Regions from separate parts of the Triticum aestivum genome. Here region 2 is linked to region 1. A link is a contact called in public Hi-C data. All regions are on one chromosome and are shown on one strand. The core of a region is the stretch at or near the end of the contact, and the rest is flanking DNA. Distances in the headings are between cores, read along the strand shown. Region 1 has its middle 7.4 kb from the start of LOC123045868. Region 2 holds the start of LOC123041569 (probable calcium-binding protein CML22).

Region 1 (6,073 bases), core at 2,290-4,789:
AATAGAAGTTATGTGGCTGTGTTGATATAAAAGACGCTACACAATAGTACCTTGGGTGGAGTCAGGAAGACAACCTTTCTGGAGGAGGCTCGGGCTTGTCCTGCAAATAAACCATTAAAAACATCGGCAACAAACCGTGCGCATACACACACACACACACACACACACACACATACAGGGAAATAAAACCACTGCTCTTCAGTTATTTCCATGTAAACAGTTTTTAGACAGCAACGCGAGAATATGAGGACATACATGTTCTAACTCAATCACAAACAACAGTACAGGAAACATAAACATTCATGTTGCTACCCTGTTAAGTATTATTCCCAGTCAGCAGCTATTCTATAGTAGATAGAAAGGTGAACAAGGAACACATGTATGAAGATAAACAGTGACCTAAAGGCTTATGTAGGCGCATCAATAAACTACACAACATTCCTGGAGAAAAGAGAGGATGCAAGAAAATACCTACAAATGTATGGCAAATGCATTGACTCAATAATCAAATAATATACTTCTTATTGTTTGTTTTGCTTGTAATAACAAAACCAAAACCATTTGCTCTTTCAAACATCACTTTTACAAATCAGACAAGAGCACGTACCATCAAGAACCGCCTGGAACAACATAGTGAAGCAAGAAACAACAGTGGCGCTAAAAATGTACTTTACTTTTGTAAGTGCGAACTTGTACTTCCATCCGGCGACCATATTACGCGGCTAACTTCTGCAAGGATTTGAAGAAAAAAGTTACCCCAATTGCAGAAAGAAGTCAAGAAATTTGGGCAATCAATTTCTGTGAGATAAAAAATGCAAGATAACCGATGTGAGATGCCGCAGAGAACTACCGCCTAATTAGTTGGGTCATAATCTTACACCACTTGATCAGCTTGGCATTATAGTAGCAACCGCCCATAAAAACCATGAATGGTTCACCCTAAAGAGATTTATACATCAGAATTGAGAGGGAATCACCTGATGCAGTGTGATATGAGGCTGTTGAACTTAGTCGTCATGTTGTCGCTGCGCTGGAAACCCCACTGAAGAGATTCAAGCAGAAGCACCTAGTTGAGAGAGAGAGGAAAGGTAGATGAAGAGATAGATGGAAAGAGAGATGGGGGAGGATGAGCATACCTGCAGCGTTCATGAACTCTGCGAATACAGTGTCAAAAAACATCTTATTAAGTTACAGAAGAAGCGCGTTCATGAACTCTGCGAATACAAACGCTGGCCGGCTGCTGTTGCTGTCCTCGCAAGAATCTGATCCCAAACCCTAGGTGCAAAATAAAAATTAATTTAGGGAGGAAGAAATCAAGAGGATCCTACTGTGTCAAAAAACATCTTATTAAGTTACAGAAGAAGTACATCACATGCCTCTGAAAGCAGAATACCCAGTTAATAAGTCACCAATTTTCTTTGCACAACTCCGTGTTCCTCATAAACTTAGTCAATTACACTCTGCTCAATAGTCATAATTTTACGACAAGAATTGCCACTGTGCTCTATCCAAAAAACTGCTAGTCAAACCAGGTCACTGATAGAAGGAAATATACACTGCAACACTCCAAACTGATGCTCCAGTTGGCAAAAATCAAGGAACACACACAACTAATTTCTTATTTTCATTGTAAGGATGTCCACATATTCCTTCAAAGTTAACAGAATGCACTGTGAAAATAATATTTTAATACCCAGCCAATGGTAGCAGTTTCTCAAGCCCATTTAGTCACAGGTTCATACATACTAATCAGGGTTATTTCTATAGGTAGAAATTACCGCAGCCAATATGCTAGCCGGCAAACAACACAAATTTAAGGTAGAATTACCAGCTACTATATTATATCCAGCAAGGTTGCCATACCAGACGCTAAATATAGGGGAAACAGTAGCTCGACCAGCGGTGCTACATCATCAATACTTAACAAGCTAAACTATTAAATCTTGCTAACATCAGCAGGCTAGTTGGCAATATCCCACTTCATATGGAAAAACTCAATCTGATAAACATGTGTAAAGCAAATGAACTGTCCTTGATGTTAGCACACAATTCCTCCATCTGATTGTCTGACTGCCAAAGAGGACAAGAAACAGAGTAAACAGGCCTGTTGAAGCCTTGAAAGGAACAAACAAGTCCAGAGCATGGGCAACTTACTTGCTTATCATCCGATACAGGGTTTTTCGACACCATCTTCTCTTTGAACTTCCGGATGTTTGCTGCACAATTGCACAAAATTTTAGATGTCAGAGTTGCTTGCAAATGATAAGAATTCTACTGGGTGCCAGATTCATCTTGTAAACTGAAAACAGAATGTGTCCTGAGCTTACTGCCGAGCTCGTCGTATGCATCGTCCGATATGGTGTACTTCTCAACGAGCGAGGTGCCCTCCAGCCACCCACCGGAGGTCACCGACGAGGGGTCAAGGTTGATGACGTGCAGCCGGTACCTGCAAAGCAATCCACTATCAGTCCAACAACAGCAGCAGCCAGTAGGTAGCAAGAGGAGATGCGCGCGGTGGGCAGACGTACCCGTCGTAGGGGGAGTAGGCGGCAAGGGGCGCGGCGTCGCAGTCGAGGTCAGCAACCATGGCGCTGGCCGTCGCGGAGCTCGAGCCGCATGGAGCCCACGGCCATGCCCGTCTTCTTCCACAGCAACCTGCGGGCGTGAGGGATGTACAGGGGCGCCTCTACTACAGTGTGGTGTGCACGACGACGAGCCAGCGGCGCTCCTTCCTGTGACGCTCTCCCGTCTGTCGCCACACCTCCCTCTCCTCTTTCCTCTCTCTTTCTTCCTCCTCTCCTTCCTTCTCTCTCTCCCTCTCATCTTCTCTCTCTCCTACAGATTGAATCGAGCCCTGTCGCGGTCGTACTTTTCCTGCAGGTCGCAGCCGCCGCCGGAGAAGCTCGCCTCCACGCCCGCACCAGTGGCACAAAGAGGAGCGAGGGGCTCGCGGCACGCGGGAGGGGGGGGGGGGGGGGGGGGGGGGGGGGGAGGGGAGGACGAATGCGGAAGGAAGGGGTGGCGGCACCAGGAGGCTAGGGTTCGTGGAAGGGGATCGGGGAAGAGAGCAGAGTGAGGAAGGAGGAGGAAGGGGAGAAGGGCTGCAGCGGCCGGCGGCTATCCGGACGAGCAGGAAGGCGCGCAAGATCACCTCCATCGCGCTCGCGTCCCGCATCGTCCGCCTCGAGGCGGAGGACGCGGGGCTCCGCGCGCAGCTCGCTCTGGGCGCCTGGAGGGCGGCGGATCCGGCAGGGGCTTAGGGCTTGGAGGCAGGAGGCAGGAGGGCGGCGGCCGCGGCGAGACAACGGTCGTGGGGGCTAATTCGCGGGGGAGATGCGGGCTAGGTCCAACGAGCTGCGCTCGTCCTGCCTAGCACCGAGAGGGCAGGGAGGGGGAGATGACGCGGCGATGCGAGGGCGAGCGGAAGCGATCTGGATGGCGGCGGGGCAGGGAGGCGGGCGCGGGTCGAGGGGGGGAGAGAGGTGAGGCAGGAGGAAGGGGAGAGGGGGCGGTGCGGGTGCGGGGGAGCAGCGGCTAGGTCTTCTCCACAGGAGCGGCTCCCTTTTATACTCCAACGTGTGAAATGACGAAAATGCCCCCTGCGGGGCACCGAATTAACAGGCGATGGCATTCGCGATTTAAAGGCGACGTGGGCACCTTCCACCTGCCTAGCGGTTCTCCAGGCTTTATCTACTACCACTATAAAAGAAAAAGAGAGGCAGATCCAAACAATCCCACCCATCCATCATCAAAATCTAATGGCCCTTAATCATTCTGTGTTTAACGCTATCAACCACGCAACAAGCCACAATCGACCGCTAATCGCCCCGCATTAACAAAACCGGTCGCCCGCACGACCTCCACCTTCTCCTCCCACACGACCTCCTCCTCCTCCCGCGCAGTTCGCCTCCCGCAGCCTCGCGCCGAGCCACGGGAAGCCGCGCCCTTCACCGCCGCCTCGCGCCGCCGGAGCCACGGGAAGCCGCCGCAGGTCGCCGGGAGCCCGCCCCCGCCGCGCCGTTCGCCGCCTCCCCAGCCGCGGGGGCCCGCCCCCGCCGCGGGTTGCCGCCTACCCAGCCACGGGAGCACGCCCCCGCCGCGGGAGCCGTCCCGCTGCGGGTCGTCGCCTCCCCAGCCACCGGAGCCGCCCCGCTGCGCCCTTCGCCGCCTCCTGCAGCCGCCGTCGGTCGCCGCGCCCATCGCCCCGGGAGCCGCCCCATCGGAGCCGCCGCCCGTCGCGCGCCAGGGGAGCCCCGCCGCAGGAACCCGGCACCCCCCCGCCTCTCCAGTGCCTGCCTCGCCTCCCTCACGCGAACCTGCTCTACGCGCCGCCCCTCATCCTCGGCGGCGAGAGGTACGCGGGAGCTGCCGCCGCCGCCGCTGCCAGGGGCGTGGACGCATATGGGCCTACTGTCGGCGTACGAGGTCGCGCCTGAGCCTGCGGCACGGTGGCGCGGGGCCCTACGCCGCCAGTTCCATGCCGGTTCGAGATCCCCCATTGCTCTCCTGCCTGCCGTCGTTGGTCTTCCTGCTACCAGCCCCGCCCTTCTCCGCCCTATCTCCAAGACAACGTTCTGCTCCATCCGTTGGTAAGTAGCGACCATGTCATCTCTTCCCCTTTCAATCCCTATAGTACTTTTCCCATGGTGTTTTTCGATGGTGATGAAACTCAGGCGCCCATGACCACCGTGTTTCTTTTCCTTTTATTCCTTGGCCGTAGTTTTCATGAATCGCAAATGGTTTTCATTAGTTGTAAGCATGTAACTGATAGAGTAAGGCATGGCTTTTTGCTTTGATCAAATCCAACCCCATTATCAAATGAAATGCTAGGAGAAAATAAGTTGGTAGCACTTCTCTTTTTCCAAAAGAGCTGGCATGCTGGGCAGCAGTGCTCTTTTGGTTTTGCTTAGCTGCAGGATAAAATGATCACCCAGTTAGTCACGGGCTCATGGCTGGGTTAAATGTATTCAGAAGAAGAAGTCTCTGACCGCCACACACCTGTCGTCGACCAGCACATCAGGTAACCCACCCGCTGTCCACCATTGGATTCAGTTTCGCCTTCAAACTGCGTTTATGCATAAATTCAGAGTCACGGAATAAAAATGCTTCTTTGTTGTGATAATCTAAAATTTCCAAAGATTTATTCCAAGTGATTCTCCAGATTTGTCCCCTCGGAGTAGTCAATTCTTTGTTGTAGACAAGATGGTACTCCTCGGAGTAGAAGTTGATGTACTGTAGTCATCTTCAAGTGCTGGTACAAGCTGATTTAGTCGATTCTTTGGAATAAATTGCAGCAAATTACAGTACGGCGCTGTTCAATACGAATTGGATTTGTTGTAAATTTTACAGGTTGACTAAGGTGCTGTTGAGATGACTACGCTGCTGTCAATTTAAATAAACCTGAATTGACTTTGGAGTAAAACAGGGTAGACTTCAACTTCAAACAATAGCAGTAAGACAATAATAGTGGCTTTTTAGGCTTTTTTTAGAGTGTGTTTCATGCTGGCCTACAATGATGAACTAGGGCTGGCTTATATTCTGTTTCTGAATTCGGTTGATGTGCAGATTTAACAAATTGCAGTAGGGCTGGACTTTTCATAGGTAGCAGCCTCAGTTTATCTCCAAGGGATTATTGTTCGCAGACACTATTGTAGGCATTTTGGGATATAGGGCTGGCCCTTGTCAACTGTAGGTTTTCACAAACAGTAGACATCTCAATACTTGCTTCTTGGAACAGCAACACACCAAGAATAAATTAACAGATCAACAAATGGTCTAGGAAACATAGCTGCTTGCTGGTATCTCCTGAATTTTGAACCAAAACAAGATCCAATTCATAAATGAACAAAAACATGGCGCTAGCTGGTATCTCCTGGTAACACACCAAATTATTCAAATAAAATACTCCATGTAATTCAAATAAATACTCCTGTACAGGAGCCACCATACAAACCTCTTTGTAATATGTTGTGAGTACAACTTGAGAGAGTTTCAAAGAAATAAAAGAAAACAACTAACACTTCAGAGAATATATTGTTGTTTATATAAACTAAAACCCATTTTGGTTGTGATA
Region 2 (6,073 bases), core at 2,255-4,754, 220 kb after region 1:
ACTACCGCTTGGGAGCGGTACTACCGCCACTACTGCCGCAGCTAGTACCGCACAACCCGACACGAGAAAAAGAGGCCTCGAGTCGAGGCGTTAGTAGCCCGGAGCCTCAGCGGTACTACGGCGAAAGACAGCAAGCGGTACTACCGCTGAGGAGCGGTACTAATGCTTGATGTGCTTTGGCGGTACTACCGCTGTGGCCCGCAGTACTACCGCTGGGACCAGTCAGGGCAAGCTAGGAGAGGAAGGAGAACTCCATTGAAGCGGAAAGGAACAGCGGGTGCAATAAGGATGTGTACGTGTTGATTCCACCCTAGCCTTACCAAAGCGGATCCCCTCTTGATAGTATGGTGACTCCTACGAAACTAGTCCACCAACAGAGAAACGAAGGAGCTACACCGTCTTGAATACAACACCGAGGGGAGGGAATCGTCTCGTGCCAAAGGATGAATCTCTGAAAAACTCAACGCACACGATTAGTCCGCAAAAGCATTGCCATCAATCACCAAAACACCTTGGGGATAAATATGCCCTTACACCATCATTTTTGAAGTTATGAACATATTTGAAAATTCGTCTGAACATTTATGAGTTTGTGAACATATTTTGAGAACATAATTTTTTTAAATCTGCGAACAAATTTTGAAAACATAAGCATTTTTTTAATTTGCAAACAAATTTTGAAAGCATGGACGTTTTTGAATTTGTGACAATTTTTGAAAGTGGGAACATTTTTTGAAATGCCCGAACATTTTTTGAATTTGTGAAAAAAATAGCCAAGAATTTTTAGAATAGTGAATTAATTTTGAATACATGAACATTCTTTGGATTTGTAAAAAAAAATGGAAAGTGGGAACAATATTTAAATTACCCGAACATATTTGGAATTTGTGAACAAATATTTAAAATGCAAACATTTTTTGAATATGAAATTCTTTATTTTTTGTTTTTGAACTTTTTGTAAAAGAAGCGAGCAATATTTGAAGGTATGAACTTTTTTGGAAAAACAGGAATAAAAAAAAAGAAACAGAAAGAAGAAAAACGAAAAAGGAAAGGAAACGAAAAAAAGGAGAGAAAAGGAAAAGGAAACAGGACAAAAGAAAAATGAAAAACAAAAAAACAAAAAGGAAAAAGAAACAGGTTCAGGAACGTCCTAGAAGGTTCCTAAAACCAGAAAAAAAAAACCGGTTGGAAAACTGGTACAAGTTTCGTAATACCGGGTACTGTTGCGCGCGTTGGTTACGGGGCGGCCCATTTTGTTCGCAGGCCGCTGCCTCTTTGTGCGAATGATCGACAATCTGCCGCAGAATGCAGGATTTCGCATTTATGAGGACCTTGGACGTAACTATTGGCATGCACTGTCAGGGATAACTGCTGTTGTTGACGCGCCATAAAGCAGGGGATTTTGACATGCCGTGACCAATCCTGAAACCGAACGAGTCAGAGTGGCGGGATTAACTTGCTGGTCACCCTGGCTGCATCATTACCTGCCGTGTACTCTTACCAGGCCGTGTGCGACGTTGAATCAGGCAACAGGCCGCCGGCACGACGACCAAGCACATCACGTCACGTCGCTCTGCATCTGCATCTCTGTCGTCGTAGTAATTCGTAAATTCGTTATGCAGCTGCGTTGACGGCTCAATGAGGCCAGGACCGGGTGCAACATACTCCTTTGAAGTTTGAAGGCTTGACCTTGAACACGTAAAACCATCCGATTGTCAAAAAGGAAAAACAGAGGTTGAAACCCTTCCAAGGTCATCCCCTGAACTGACGTTCACATGTGTTTTCTTCCAATCGCGACGCACACGGACGTCAGCCATTTTTAGGCCAGGTTGAAGGTTGTGTGTGACTGACTATGGCCGACCAAGCCACGTCCGCCGGTTTGGCCGCCGAACGGCCCATGCACCGCCACGCGCCCACCCACGCCCGCGGCGCCTTCAACGGCCGTATCGGCCTCGTGCACGCACGCAGCGTGGGCCGATCGTGTGGGGAATGGCTGACCTGTCGCAATATGGCACGCGTCCCCGTCACTCCGCCAGGCGCCAGGGAGGTGTGCGCGGCCGTGGGCGCACGATCGATCGGCGACGTGGCCTACGCGTCGCTCTGTTACATGGGGCGGGCCCCGCAGGAAGCGCGTCGATCGGCCGACTGGCAGATCGCTGTGCCGCTAGCTCTTTGCTGCAATGCTCCTACTCTAGTCTAGGGGAGAGAGGACACAAAAAAAAAATTGGCGGGAAGACACAAATATCTAATTCGTCTGGGGTAGCCACTGTGTTCATCATCACATGCATCGTGAAGTGCAATTAATGGCAAAATAGCGGGAAAAGGGACGTGTCAACTCAACTCTTGCCTCTTGGGGTGCACAATTGCACATTTCAGATCCAGTGGCATGAAGCACGCAGGCCAGCAGCGAGACTCTGCCGGAACGTTCGCAAATAACCAAGCTGAGACGCTGGATTCAACTCAACTCCAAGAGTTGGCAGAATCTGACGCCGAGAGATGCGCTACAGTGTTTACATGCACACGACGAACAATAGTACAAAACCTTGTAGTTCTTCCAAGTAATTCTTGCGAGCAGCAAGCAGTACAACCATTAATCGGCAAGCCCATCAACATCTTAGCATAAGCGTGCGAAGGAACAAACAAACCAGAAAAAACGAGAAGAATTTCGGGAGCGGTTACACGGATTCCCCCCGGCCCGAGCCAAATATCTACATACACCTGCTACCAGCCAAGCATACAAAGCGCACATTCATCAGCATCAGTCGTAGTCGATCAGGCGAGCGCGGCGAGCCCGCCGCCGCGCATCATCTGGCGGAACTCGTGGAAGTCGACGCGGCCGTCGCCGTCCCGGTCCACCTGCCCGATCATGCGGCGGCACTCCTCGGCCGACCGGCCCTGCTTCAGCCCCAGCGACGCCAGCACCGCGCTCAGCTCGTCCACCGTGATGAACCCGTCGCCGTTGGCGTCGAACACACGGAACGCCTCCCGCATGTCCTCGTCGTCCTCCTCCGCCTCCGCCTCCTCGCCCGACGAGCCCTTCGCCCCGCCGCTGCCCGTCGACATAATGGTGCGGTAGAGCTCGCCGAACTCCTCCACGTCCACGCACCCGTCGCCGTCGGCGTCGATGCGCGCGATCATGGCGGCCAGCTCGTCCCCCGGCACGGGGATGCCCAGCTTGCCCAGCGAGTCCTCCAGCTCCTCCCGCGTGATGCGCCCGTCGCCGTTCCGGTCGAACAGCTCGAACACGCGCGCCAGCTCCGCGCGGTCCGCCGCCTTCACCGAGGGCGACATCTTGCTCGGGGCCGGGGACGCCGGCGGAGTTGGAGGCGACGGCGAGGGGGGCGCGGCGCAGCCGCGCACCGGGAGGATGGAGGAGAGGCTGGTCGGGATGTAGGAGAGGAGGCCGGAGGGTGGCATGGAGGGTGGTGTTGCTTTGCTCGCTGTGGAGGCTTTGAAGATCGCTCGAGTCGAGTTGGGTGGGGGAGAAGTTTGGTGGTGGTGGTGGCGCAAAGCTTTTGCCGTGGACCAGGGTTCTATTTATACCACTTTCTCGCGTCTTTCTTTCTTTTTCTTGTAAAAGGGATAAAGTGCTTCCGTGTCCTTGTATGTCAAGAGTTTAGTCGATGCGCGTGGGTTCGGACCCCACAGCCAGCATATTTCTTGTCTAACTTTTGACACGCAAAAAAAAACATTTAAAAAGAGTTCAGTCGATGAAGAATTTCGGACCGACTCTATTTTCCCGGGTCTTATTTGACTTCCAAATAAAGCGTCATTTTGTCTTACTTAATTTGTTACTGGGGTTTCCCTAGCCTAGATGTAAATACTAGTAATATGTAATATATCCCACAGAAAAACGGTATGACTCGCAAAAATAAAGGACGAACAACGGTATGAATACGTTGTTCTGAAAGTACGTGTTCCATGTATAGGAACATGCTACTCTGGACATGTCTACGTATGAACCCATTTCACGAAATTGGCAAAAGTTGCATTTACATATTTTGGAAAAAATACATGTGTGTGTTTTTTTGCGTGTCAATATTAAACAAAAAAAATGCTGGCTGTGGGGTTCGAACCAAAGTACTGTTCCATGTATAGGAACATGCTACTCTGGACATGTCTACGTATGAACCCATTTCACGAAATTGGCAAAAGTCGCATTTACATATTTTGGAAAAAATACATGTGTGTGTTTTTTTGCATGTCAATATTAATATTAAACAAAAAAAATGCTGGCTGTGGGGTTCGGAACCCACGCGCACTTATGTGCAGAAGATCTTAAGCCTTCCCCCTTAACCACTCGGGCAAACCAGCATATCGATGCCAATTTCTCACTGTAGCTCTATTTAAACGTAAAAAAAAGGTAAACAAAAAAACATGCTGGCTGTGGGGTTCGAACCCACGCGCACTTATGTGCAGAAGATCTTAAGTCTTCCCCCTTAACCACTCGGGCAAACCAGCTCTTGCTGTGACAAAGATACATGTTCCGTAAAATATACTATGATTGCACAAACTCACATATGGTCATGCTAAATAACAGTAGAGGCAAAATGACACTTTATTTAATGCCTGGGTAGAAATATGGGGCTTGCTATAGTTGATCAACGTTGCTATTCGTGTATATATATATATATGGAAAATAAGAAAAGAGGAGAGCTACTGAAAAAGTCTGAAATATGGTGTATATATGTGGAAAATAAGAGAAGAGCAATACGGGGAGGGGAGGGAAATTCTTTGGTATTTTTGAAATTATTAAATTTAACTTTTGAATTATTACGAGGCATATGATTTCCACATAACTTAAAAATGCAGCATTCTATTCTTTATTTCGGTGTGCTATATGCTTTGTCCCAGACTTGTTGCCACGATGGAACTAGAAGCTGAAAACTAATACATGAAGCAATATAAAATACATTTGACTTCTGTTTTGAGAATAAAAAATCTGGCCAGGTTACGGCATCTCCAAAAGCAGACCCTCGAATCGCCAGCAAACATCCGGAACAGTGCTGTCCGGATGCGTTGACATCCAACATTGTCCCGCATCAGTCTACAGACCAGTTCGCGTGTCCATTTTCTCATAAACCGAAAGCAAACTAAGGAGGCTTTGCGGGGGTCCGGACCGCCGCTACGTCAAGCTCCGACACCCCCGGCCCACCCAAAACCACACCTAGACCCGGTCTTCATCTCTTTTCCCTTTCTCTGCATCTGCTTCCTCCCTGGTCGTCGCCGTTGTACCACCTTGGTCGTCCGTCAAGCCCTTGTAGGACCTCCGCTGCCTCCACCGCTCCACCCAGTCGCCACGCGCTTTGCCTACGCCGTCATTCGTCACCACTCGTCCGTCCACCATGCAGGTACCATCCACCCATGCGGATGCTGTCCGTGGGGTCACCACGTCCGGTAATTATTTGGTGAAATGCCCGTGTTAAAATTTTGACTTTTTCCCCCTTCTTTGAAGCAATGGATTTAAACATGGAGTCCATGTACGAGCACTACATTGAGTCGTCCAACGACTCGTCCGATGAGGAGGGTTATGCGGGTACAACAACGATGATGCAAGCGTTTCTTCCAGATGTGGAGCGTGCGGAGCATGTGCTCTATTTCAAGGGATAGACCAATGACCATCGAGTGTTAGATTGGAACAGTGCACGTGGGCATTTGACGCTGATGGATGACTACTTCACCCCCGATGCCCTATTTGCTGACAATTTTCGTTGGTGCTTTGGAGTGCGAAAAAATGTGTTCGGTCGCATCGACAATGGCATCCGGTCCTACGATGACTACTTCATCTTGAACAAGGATGTTGTAGGAAGAATTAGATTCCTCTGTTAGCACAAGTGCATGGCTACATAGTGAATGCTTGCATAAGGCACGACTATAGATTCGTGGGACAAGTACCTCTGAATATCTAAGAGCACATACGGAGACGCCATGGTCAGATTTGCTACTGGGGTGGTCAGGGTGTTTGGACCTCATTACTTGAGAGAACTAACAGTCACAGACACCGAGAGGCTCATGGCACTCTTGGAAGCAAGAGGATGCCCATGGATGTTCAGATCTCTTGATTGCATGCATT

Evidence for each region. Hi-C and Micro-C count contacts between places; a contact is called where the count stands out from the background.
Region 2: a contact with region 1 is called in a Hi-C map of leaf, with 4 times the contacts expected there. The contact joins the promoter of LOC123041569 here to the enhancer-like site in region 1. A contact is called at or near these places in 4 of 5 Hi-C or Micro-C datasets (leaf and an unstated tissue).

The regions. Positions count from the first base shown.
Region 1 is chr2B:531,808,077-531,814,149 of IWGSC CS RefSeq v2.1, forward strand. It overlaps the pseudogene LOC123039282. Among protein-coding and RNA genes, the nearest start is that of LOC123045868, 7.4 kb to the right of the region's middle. Within about 2 kb of position 3,540, at least 7 of the 8 cell types and tissues checked have an H3K27ac peak or open chromatin away from gene starts, as enhancers often do. A contact at or near this core is called in leaf, where this site is marked.
Region 2 is chr2B:532,028,290-532,034,362 of IWGSC CS RefSeq v2.1, forward strand. LOC123041569 (probable calcium-binding protein CML22) reads right to left here and starts at 3,505. Exons shown (of 1, transcript XM_044464164.1): 1 at 2,532-3,505. The coding sequence starts at 3,417. The coding sequence ends at 2,773. TRNAL-UAA (transfer RNA leucine (anticodon UAA)) reads right to left here and starts at 4,314; the gene lies at 4,231-4,314. It overlaps TRNAL-UAA (transfer RNA leucine (anticodon UAA)), which reads right to left and starts at 4,461; the gene lies at 4,379-4,461.